Regions from separate parts of the Mus musculus genome. Here region 2 is linked to region 1. A link is a contact called in public HiChIP or PLAC-seq data. All regions are on one chromosome and are shown on one strand. Each heading gives the region's core, a stretch centred on a gene start, on an enhancer-like site or on the middle of the called end of the contact. The rest is flanking DNA. Distances are from core to core; before and after follow the strand shown. Region 1 overlaps Slc22a1 (solute carrier family 22 (organic cation transporter), member 1). Region 2 overlaps Airn (antisense Igf2r RNA).

Region 1 (3,857 bases), core at 143-2,642:
ACAAACACACATACTCACAAACACACATACTCATATAAACCACACATACAGGCTCTCTCTCTCGCTCTCTCTCTCTCTCTCTCTCTCTCTCTCTCTCCACACACACACAAGCACACACATCTAACACACACATATCCTCACACAGTCACACAAATCACACATGTAAGCACTGGTATACACCACACACACATACTCACACAAACACACAGGCACATATACTTACACAAACCACACATGCAGGCACTCACACACACACACATACACACACACACACACCTAGAATACTGGTGGCAATGAGCTCATGTGCTGACACTGAATATCATCTGGGGCTAGGAAAAGCCTAGCTACCATGATGCTTTGACCTCCCGGGAGGACCTCAAAGTGGCTACACTACACACTGACCTCCATCCTCTACATACGCCTGGAGGATGCAAAAAAAGTACTGCATCTTGGTAAAATAGTTTTCATAAATATAAAACTAAACACAGCCCACTGCTGGTGGTGAACACCTTTAATCCCAACACTTGGGAGGCAGAGACGGGTGGATCTCTGAGTTCAAGGCCAGCCGGATCTACAGAGAAAGTTCACAGAGAAACCCTGTCTTGGAAATAAAAACACATGCTCATCTAACTGTGACCCTCCAATCCCATTCCTCTGTTCACCCGATTCAAACATGTGTTCATTCAAAGGTTTTAGGACGTGTAGAGTAGCTGACCTGTTGTCACCCTATGCTGGCAGCTAGGCTCACCCACGGATGGAGAAGCAGGAACTAAACACTCACATTCTAGAGTACTTTCCAGGAAAGAAGAAGGCACTGACACGTGCAGTGAAGTGAACACAGCCCATCACAATCAGTCGCAGAAGCCAAGCAACAGTCTACATGTCACGGCTTTTCATTTGCAGCGGTCTGGAGAAGGCAAAACTATGCAAACAGAGCCAAAAGTTGAAGAATAATACATGTAAATGTATACGTGCGTGTGACCCATACAGCACTCAAACTCATCAAGCTGTATTTCAGAAAAAGCCATTTTCACTCTCTGAATCTGAGACTTTAAGGGAAAAGAGAGAGTTCTTCAATACCAAAGCAGGACAGCAAGAGGAAAAATGATGCTGGACCATGTGAAAATGTAAAACTTGTGCTCACTGGGGCTGCAGGCCACAGAGTGGCACCCTTCTGAGTGGAAGATGATTACATACACGCCCAGCATCTGATGAGGGCCTGATATGCAGAATATATAAAGAACCACAACCCAACAGCAGCAAAGACGTTCCAATAGTAGGGAAACCACTTCACTCATCATTTCTCTACAAACAAGGAACCGAGTCACTAGGAGTGGGCCTTGGTTTTATAGTCTGACCGCACTTCCTGCTTAGTCTCTACTTCCTGGCTCCCGAGGCAGAGTGAACAGCTCACCAGCCTCCCGTGCTGACAAACTGTGCTTTCCCAACCATCATAGACTGTACCTCCTTGAGCCAGAATAAACGTTTCCTTCCTTAAGTTGCTTCTGTGGAGAATTCTGTCCCAGCACAGCTTGCAGGCTTCTTACAGAGGTGCCTTAGAAACGTTGCTCTCCAAATATGGAGATAAAGTGTAGGGCAGGGACTGAAGGAAAGGCCATCCAGAGACTGTTCCACCTGGGGATCCATCCCATATGCAGTTACCAACCCCAGACACTATTGTGGATGCTGTGAAATGCATGCTTGAAAGGAGCCTGATATGGCTGTCTCCTGAGTGGCCCTGCCAGTGCCTGGCAAATACAGAGGTGGATGCTCGCAGCCAACCATTGGACTGAGCATGGGGTCCCCAATGGAAGAGTTAGAGAAAGGACTGAAGGAGCGAAGGGGTTTGCAACACATAGGAACAACAACAATATCAACCAATCATACCCCCCCCCAGAGCTCCCAGGGACTAAGCCATCAACAAAGGAGTACACATGGCTCCAGCTGCATATGTAGCAGATGATGGCCTTGTCAGGCATCAATGGGAGAAGAGGTCCTTGGTCCTATGAAGGCCCCATAGATGCCCCAGTGTAGGGGAATCAAGGGTGGAGAGGAGGAAGTGAATGGGAAAGAGGAGGAACACCCTCATAGAAGCAGGGGGAGGGTGGATGGGATAGGGGGCTTCCAGGGCGGGGGAGCCAGGAAAGGGGATAACATTTGAAATATAAGTAAAGAAAATATCCAATAAAAAGAAAAAAGGAAAAGGAAAGAAATGTTGCTCTCTGCCTGGCTATCCGGTGGCTATTTCAGTGTCTAACCCATTTGTGGCCTCACCTGATGAATGTAGGGTACAGCTCAGCGTTCACTAGGCAGACCATCTGCAACACAATGGTGGCTCCCATACGGCCAAGACAAGCGAGGGTCACATTCAACCAATGCAGCTCTAGGAAGAAACAAGAAGATAGTTGGAGCAAGAACACTCTCTGGATGAACTGGAGCTGACAGAGGAGAAGCCTGACTGGACTGGGCTAGTTAGGACCACTGACAGCCTCACTTGGCTATATCTTCACTTAGTAAACGGATGCCCAAGAGACTTGGGGGACTTTCTGATGACATATTCTAGAAGGTTCCATCATGCAGAAGAAAGACTGAAGTGTCTGCCTCCACCAGCTGTGCAGAAATGAGCTATGTATTTCTCTGCACCTTCGTTTGCTAAACCCCCGTGGAGTGAATCTACACAGCTTGCAGGCAGTTGTGAGAGTCAGGGGTAACATGAATGCCCAGCCTGGCCACAGCAATGAAACTCTGGCTTGTAGCTATTACACAGGATGATGTTGTTAGCTCGGTACCTGAGGCACAGGTAGTGTGGTGTAGCCCTTGAACTAAACCTCAACCTAGACTTCATTTCCAAGCAAAGAAAGGAAGGTTTTGCACAGGGAGGGAGGGAGGGTACTGCGATTTATCACCCATTGCTCGGCCTGCCTCGCCACCAAAGCTCAAGTGCCCATGACTCTGACCCAGGTGCCCTCCCTAAGAAAGTCTCTATATTTACACACATGTCATCTTGGCCCTGTCCCCAGACACTGACTTCACTAGTGACATCTCAAAGAGAATGGAGACTTCTTGCCCGTGGGCACAACATGATCTCAGCTCCACTGCTCTGCCCACGGAAGATCCACACCAATTAGGCCACTGGAACTTGCTGGCATCCTTGCCCTCAGAGGACAGATACCTCTAACCTGTACTTCAGTCTGCGGCAGTCAAAGATCCACGTACACAGAAGTTTAGCTAAGTCATTCCTGCCAAGGCCACCAGTGTTTTGCTCCCAATATTGGGCTACACTTGGTGTCTCCAGTTAACTCTGGGCCCTATGCCACCTACTCCCCTAACTGTCCAACACTCGGTGCTCAGATGTTAACTGTTCCTTTAAGGTCAAGGGTAGCCCTATCCCAGACACCCATATGGTCTGCCCCACTCCACTTAGGAGGTTTAGCAAGGTCTCCCGATCCTGATGGAATCAATGCTCACCCTTCTCTGTGAGTCAGCCCATAGCAGGCACTTACTCTACTCTTTCTGATGAGGCGCCAGAACCCACCAGTGCCTGAAATGCCCTAAGATGCTTTATAGAAGCCAAAAAAGGACCACCGCAGCAAGAGGGCCTAGGAGAGAGCCAGTGGAGATGCTAAGGCCAAGAGGGTCCTAGGATCAGCAATGCCCTAGCTCTGACCATCAAAAATAAAGAAATTTTTAAAAAGGCCTCCAACCTCTATACTCCCCTTCCCAGCCTCAATGCAATGCAGTTTAAAAATCTTAATTGGGATTCTAGGAATAAGAAGATGAGGGAGAAGGGGGGAGTCTTACTTCAGAGACACTACAGAGACTTCCTTTTACACACACACACACACACACACACACAC
Region 2 (3,901 bases), core at 952-3,451, 140 kb after region 1:
AGCAGGAAAAAAAAGCAGTATTTTTTTCTATTTCTTTTCTTTTTTTGTTTTACTCTTTCCATGATGACCTAGATACACAGTGATGGGAATTTTGAAAAGGAAGTAAATCAGTATAATATTTCATAACTTGTATTGCTTGCAACCATCCTATAACCAGGGATGAATTACAAATCACAACTCCAATTCAGTTTGTCCAAATCTACATGGTATCAGCAATCTGTAGCCTGGGGGTTGACAGTCGATGAAACCTTTCAGGGACCAACAATTAGCACCGACAATGCCAAGAAGTTTGAGCCGCTTGCCTAAAACGTAGAATAAGGAAGCGGAGGAGTCTGGAGTCACATCCAGGACTATTGGACTCCAGAGGCGTTTTAGAAAACTCATCTCAGAGCAGAAACCATGAGAAGCAGGAGCCTGCCAGCTGCTCTTGTTTACACAGTTCTGTTGGCTCTGGAACACAGTTCAAGGGTTGGGCAGGGTGTGGCCATCTGGAGAGGCACGTGCTGAACCTTGAACAGGCAAAGTGACAAGGCATCCAGCCTGTGAGACTGCAGGATGAGAGCCAGGATCAGGGCACAGGACCTGTGTCACTAGCCTTGGTCCCCCACAGAGGGGGCCATGCTAGCCTAGGTTCACCCATGTCAGATTAACAACAGAATGGGGGAGGGGGTGGCTCAAGGGAATCCTCTTTCTGATCCACTTTTCTTCCGTCCCACCAGCTCACTCATCCCTTCCTCCATTTTGACACGTTTACAGTTCTTATCTCCATCAGCTGTGTCTCAGGCTTGCCACACAACAGTGTAGACGCTCAGATAAGTCATCCTGGTACCCAGCAAGACCTTGGAAGAACAGTCCTAAGCAGGATGCAAAAGTAAACTTTTCCCCCGTTGGATTGATTCAATCCTGGTATTTTTCTGAAGTAAAAATAAAAACAAAAACAAAACAACAACAACAAAAAAAAAACCAAACCAAAACAAAACAAAAAAAACCTAAACCCTGAATGGCATACCTTGCTATTGTGAGAGTCCGTGGACTTTGTTCATCGCTTCAGGCAGAAAATTCTCTTTTTTTCCATATTGTTCACCATCTTGCCTTTGGGATTTTTTTTTTTTTTTTTTGATAGAGTCTCAAGTAACCTGAACTGGCCTCAAACTTGCTATGTAGTAAGAGGTACCTCGAACCTCTAACCTCCTGTCTCCACTTCCCAAGTGCTGACATTATAGGCATGTACCACCATTCCTGGTTTATGTGGTACATGCAAGCCTGGTCAGCACTCTTCCAATTAAACTTTACCCATAATCCTTATAATACATTCTTCTGGTTGGGTCTACATGAGTTCGGCCTGTCTTCATTCCTCTTAAAAATGATTTCCTCAACAAGCAAGGGTGGAATAGTTCCACCACAACAGACCTATAGACAGTTTCATGGGGGGAAAAGAAAGACAATGTTCTATTGTTTTTTTTTTTTAAAATAACTATTCATTGACTATGTGTGTGAGCCTCTGGGGGGTTATGAGCACCAACCACCTTTGCACAGTGACCATAGAAGCCAGAAGGGGGCTTCAGAGCTCCTGGAAATGGAGTTGCAAGCCACTGAGAGGCACTGCATAGGTCCTGGGAAGCTAATGTGCACACCCTCTACAAAGGCAGCAAGTGTTCGCAGCTGCTGAGCCATCTCTCCATCCCCAAGATTTTTTTTTTTTTTTTTTTTTTGAAATCGCTATGTACTAAATGGTTCCTGCAAGCAGCTATTGCCGATTGCCACTTTGCTCTGCACCTGGGAGCTGCATTTGACTGTTTAAGTGGTTCTGTCCCGGAGCTGCTGAAATGCCCAGTGGAACCACAAGCACTCCTTCAGACTTCCTGTTTCCCAAGAGCAGGCAACAGGGGTGTCGATTACAGCTCGTGCAGGCCTGGGGCAGGGAGGCCCACATGTCCTGTGTGTTTTCTATCTGCAGGCTCCGTACAGATGGTGAGGTTGTTCCCACAGCAAATCTGCCACCAAAGGGGATAGGAAATCTTGGCAGGAAGCTCTCTCAAGCACCAGGGGAGAGTCTCCCAGTGACCTTGGCCTCCACCCAACCCTTTCTCACTACTAAATGAGGAAAGCATCTTGAACAGATTCTGCCAAGACTGATGGGACTTGGGCCTTTCTCAGCGCTGGAATGTTAGGTGAAAGCAAGCAGACACATGTTAACAACTAGACACAAAACAGCTTCGATACTATTCAATCACAACAAGGGAGCCCTCTTCCTGGAGGCTCCTAGCCACGTAGGAGAGAGACCAGCTTTCCTGGGTGTGTTCGCCCGAAGGCATTCGCTTTCTCTGGCAAGATCTTACGGTTAACCAAGATTTCCATGGAGTGAGCAGTCCTTGGCAGAAGAAAAACAGAAGCAAGACCACAAAATATTGAAAAGACTCCTGAGGCTGGCGTGGAGTTAATAATCACTTGTACAAACGGGCGGAACTGGTCTCAATGGGGCCCAGAAGCAATGGATGTAGGGGTATATGATGTGGCATCGCGGGGTTCGCACAGGCAAGGAAAAATATCAGCGGTCTATTCTTTTCCATCTCCGAGGCCACCCTCAGGATAGCTGCTTGATGGTCTTTGCCTCCAGACCAGGCCTCCCCCAGCCACTGGAGATGCCTCAGGAGGTCTGACCCACTTAGAGCTGGAGGTGTAGGGCTGGAGAGATAGCTCAGAAGTTAAGAGCACTGACTGTTCTTCATAAGGTCCTGAGTTCAAATCCCAGCAACCACATGGTGGCTCACAACCATCCATAACGAGATCTGACACTCTCTTCTGGTGTGTCTGAAAACAGCTACAGTGTACTTACATATAATAAATAAATAAGTCTTTTAAAAAAATAAGGAAAAAAAAAGGTAGGTGGTAGACTTCCTAGTGCTCAAAGAGACCAGGGTTTGAGTCTCAGCCCTGGACTTGAGATACATAGACTGCCTGGGAACTCCCTATGGAGCTGGGAACAGTGTTGAAATCCTGATCTCCCTTCCTCTATCTCCTGAGATCCTGTGTGTGTGCCACCATAACTGGGCAAAACTGCTAAGGTGTCCTCAAACAGTCTGTCCCTGTCAGGACACTTCCAGATGAAAAACCTCATCTCAGGTTCACCTCAAGCTACAGGGTTCCAGAGGCATCTGCATCCTTTGAGGTCTGTCCTTGCCTCTGTGCGCTTCTCTTTCCCTTGTGCCTCCTGAACACCATCACAGATCCCCAGTTTGCTGTCAACCTCTCAGTCGACTCTGCTCTACTGAGAGGTTTTTCTGATGTTCCTAGTTACATTTCCAGATTCCTGAAGACAGATAAACAATACCCTGCTGTGGATTAGCGCCTGGCTTAGGCAGAACAGACCCACTCTCTTTCCCAGACGCCCTCCTGTCTCCCTTATTCACTTTCAGTCAATCAGTGTTTTACCACTCATACATTTATTTATCTTGCTGGGGGAGGGGAATGTGCCCACCTGGAGCTTTCGAGTGGAGGCCAGAGGTTACCTCACAGGAACTGGTTCTCTCCGCCCACATCAGGTTTGGTGGTGAGGGCCTTTACCTGCTGAACACTGAATTTTAAAACAAAACTCATCAGAATAATCTTAAATAACCCTTCTCATTAAAGCCACCGGTGTGGGTGGGTGAGTGAATGTGAGTGTGTGTGGGGGTATGGTTATCTGTGTGTGTGTGTGTGTGTGTGTGTGTGTGTGTGTGTGTGTGTGTGTAAACAGACCTGACAATCCTGTGGGATGCGGGAAGAAAACACAAGAGCCAATCATAATAGCTTCCTTTCCACTTGTGCATTAAATTATGTCCAAGTATTTTACAAATACAATACTTTGACTAGGCTGGGCAATGGGACTAGTTCACGTCTCTAATCCCAGCCCTTAGAAGGC

Evidence for each region. HiChIP or PLAC-seq counts read pairs in DNA pulled down with a chosen protein or histone mark.
Region 2: a contact with region 1 is called in an H3K27ac HiChIP or PLAC-seq map of T-cell acute lymphoblastic leukemia, with 3 times the contacts expected there. The contact joins two enhancer-like sites. A contact is called at or near these places in 30 of 484 Hi-C or Micro-C datasets (ECoMG myeloid progenitors, the G1E-ER4 cell line, the N1E-115 cell line and 15 more), 5 of 115 datasets of contacts at active chromatin or transcription factors (CD8 T cells, T-cell acute lymphoblastic leukemia, extraembryonic endoderm stem cells and 2 more) and 2 of 9 other capture datasets (adipose tissue and liver).

The regions. Positions count from the first base shown.
Region 1 is chr17:12,654,664-12,658,520 of GRCm38.p6, forward strand. Slc22a1 (solute carrier family 22 (organic cation transporter), member 1) reads right to left here. Exons shown (of 11, transcript NM_009202.5): 8 at 2,275-2,383. Among named protein-coding and RNA genes, the nearest start is that of Slc22a1, 19 kb to the right of the region's middle. Within about 2 kb of position 1,393, at least 53 of the 459 cell types and tissues checked have an H3K27ac peak or open chromatin away from gene starts, as enhancers often do. A contact at or near this core is called in T-cell acute lymphoblastic leukemia, bone marrow-derived macrophages and regulatory T cells, where this site is marked.
Region 2 is chr17:12,792,225-12,796,125 of GRCm38.p6, forward strand. All of the region lies in intron 1 of Airn (antisense Igf2r RNA), which reads left to right. Among named protein-coding and RNA genes, the nearest start is that of Igf2r, 24 kb to the left of the region's middle. RefSeq lists an enhancer at 1-846. Within about 2 kb of position 2,202, at least 112 of the 459 cell types and tissues checked have an H3K27ac peak or open chromatin away from gene starts, as enhancers often do. A contact at or near this core is called in T-cell acute lymphoblastic leukemia, bone marrow-derived macrophages and regulatory T cells, where this site is marked.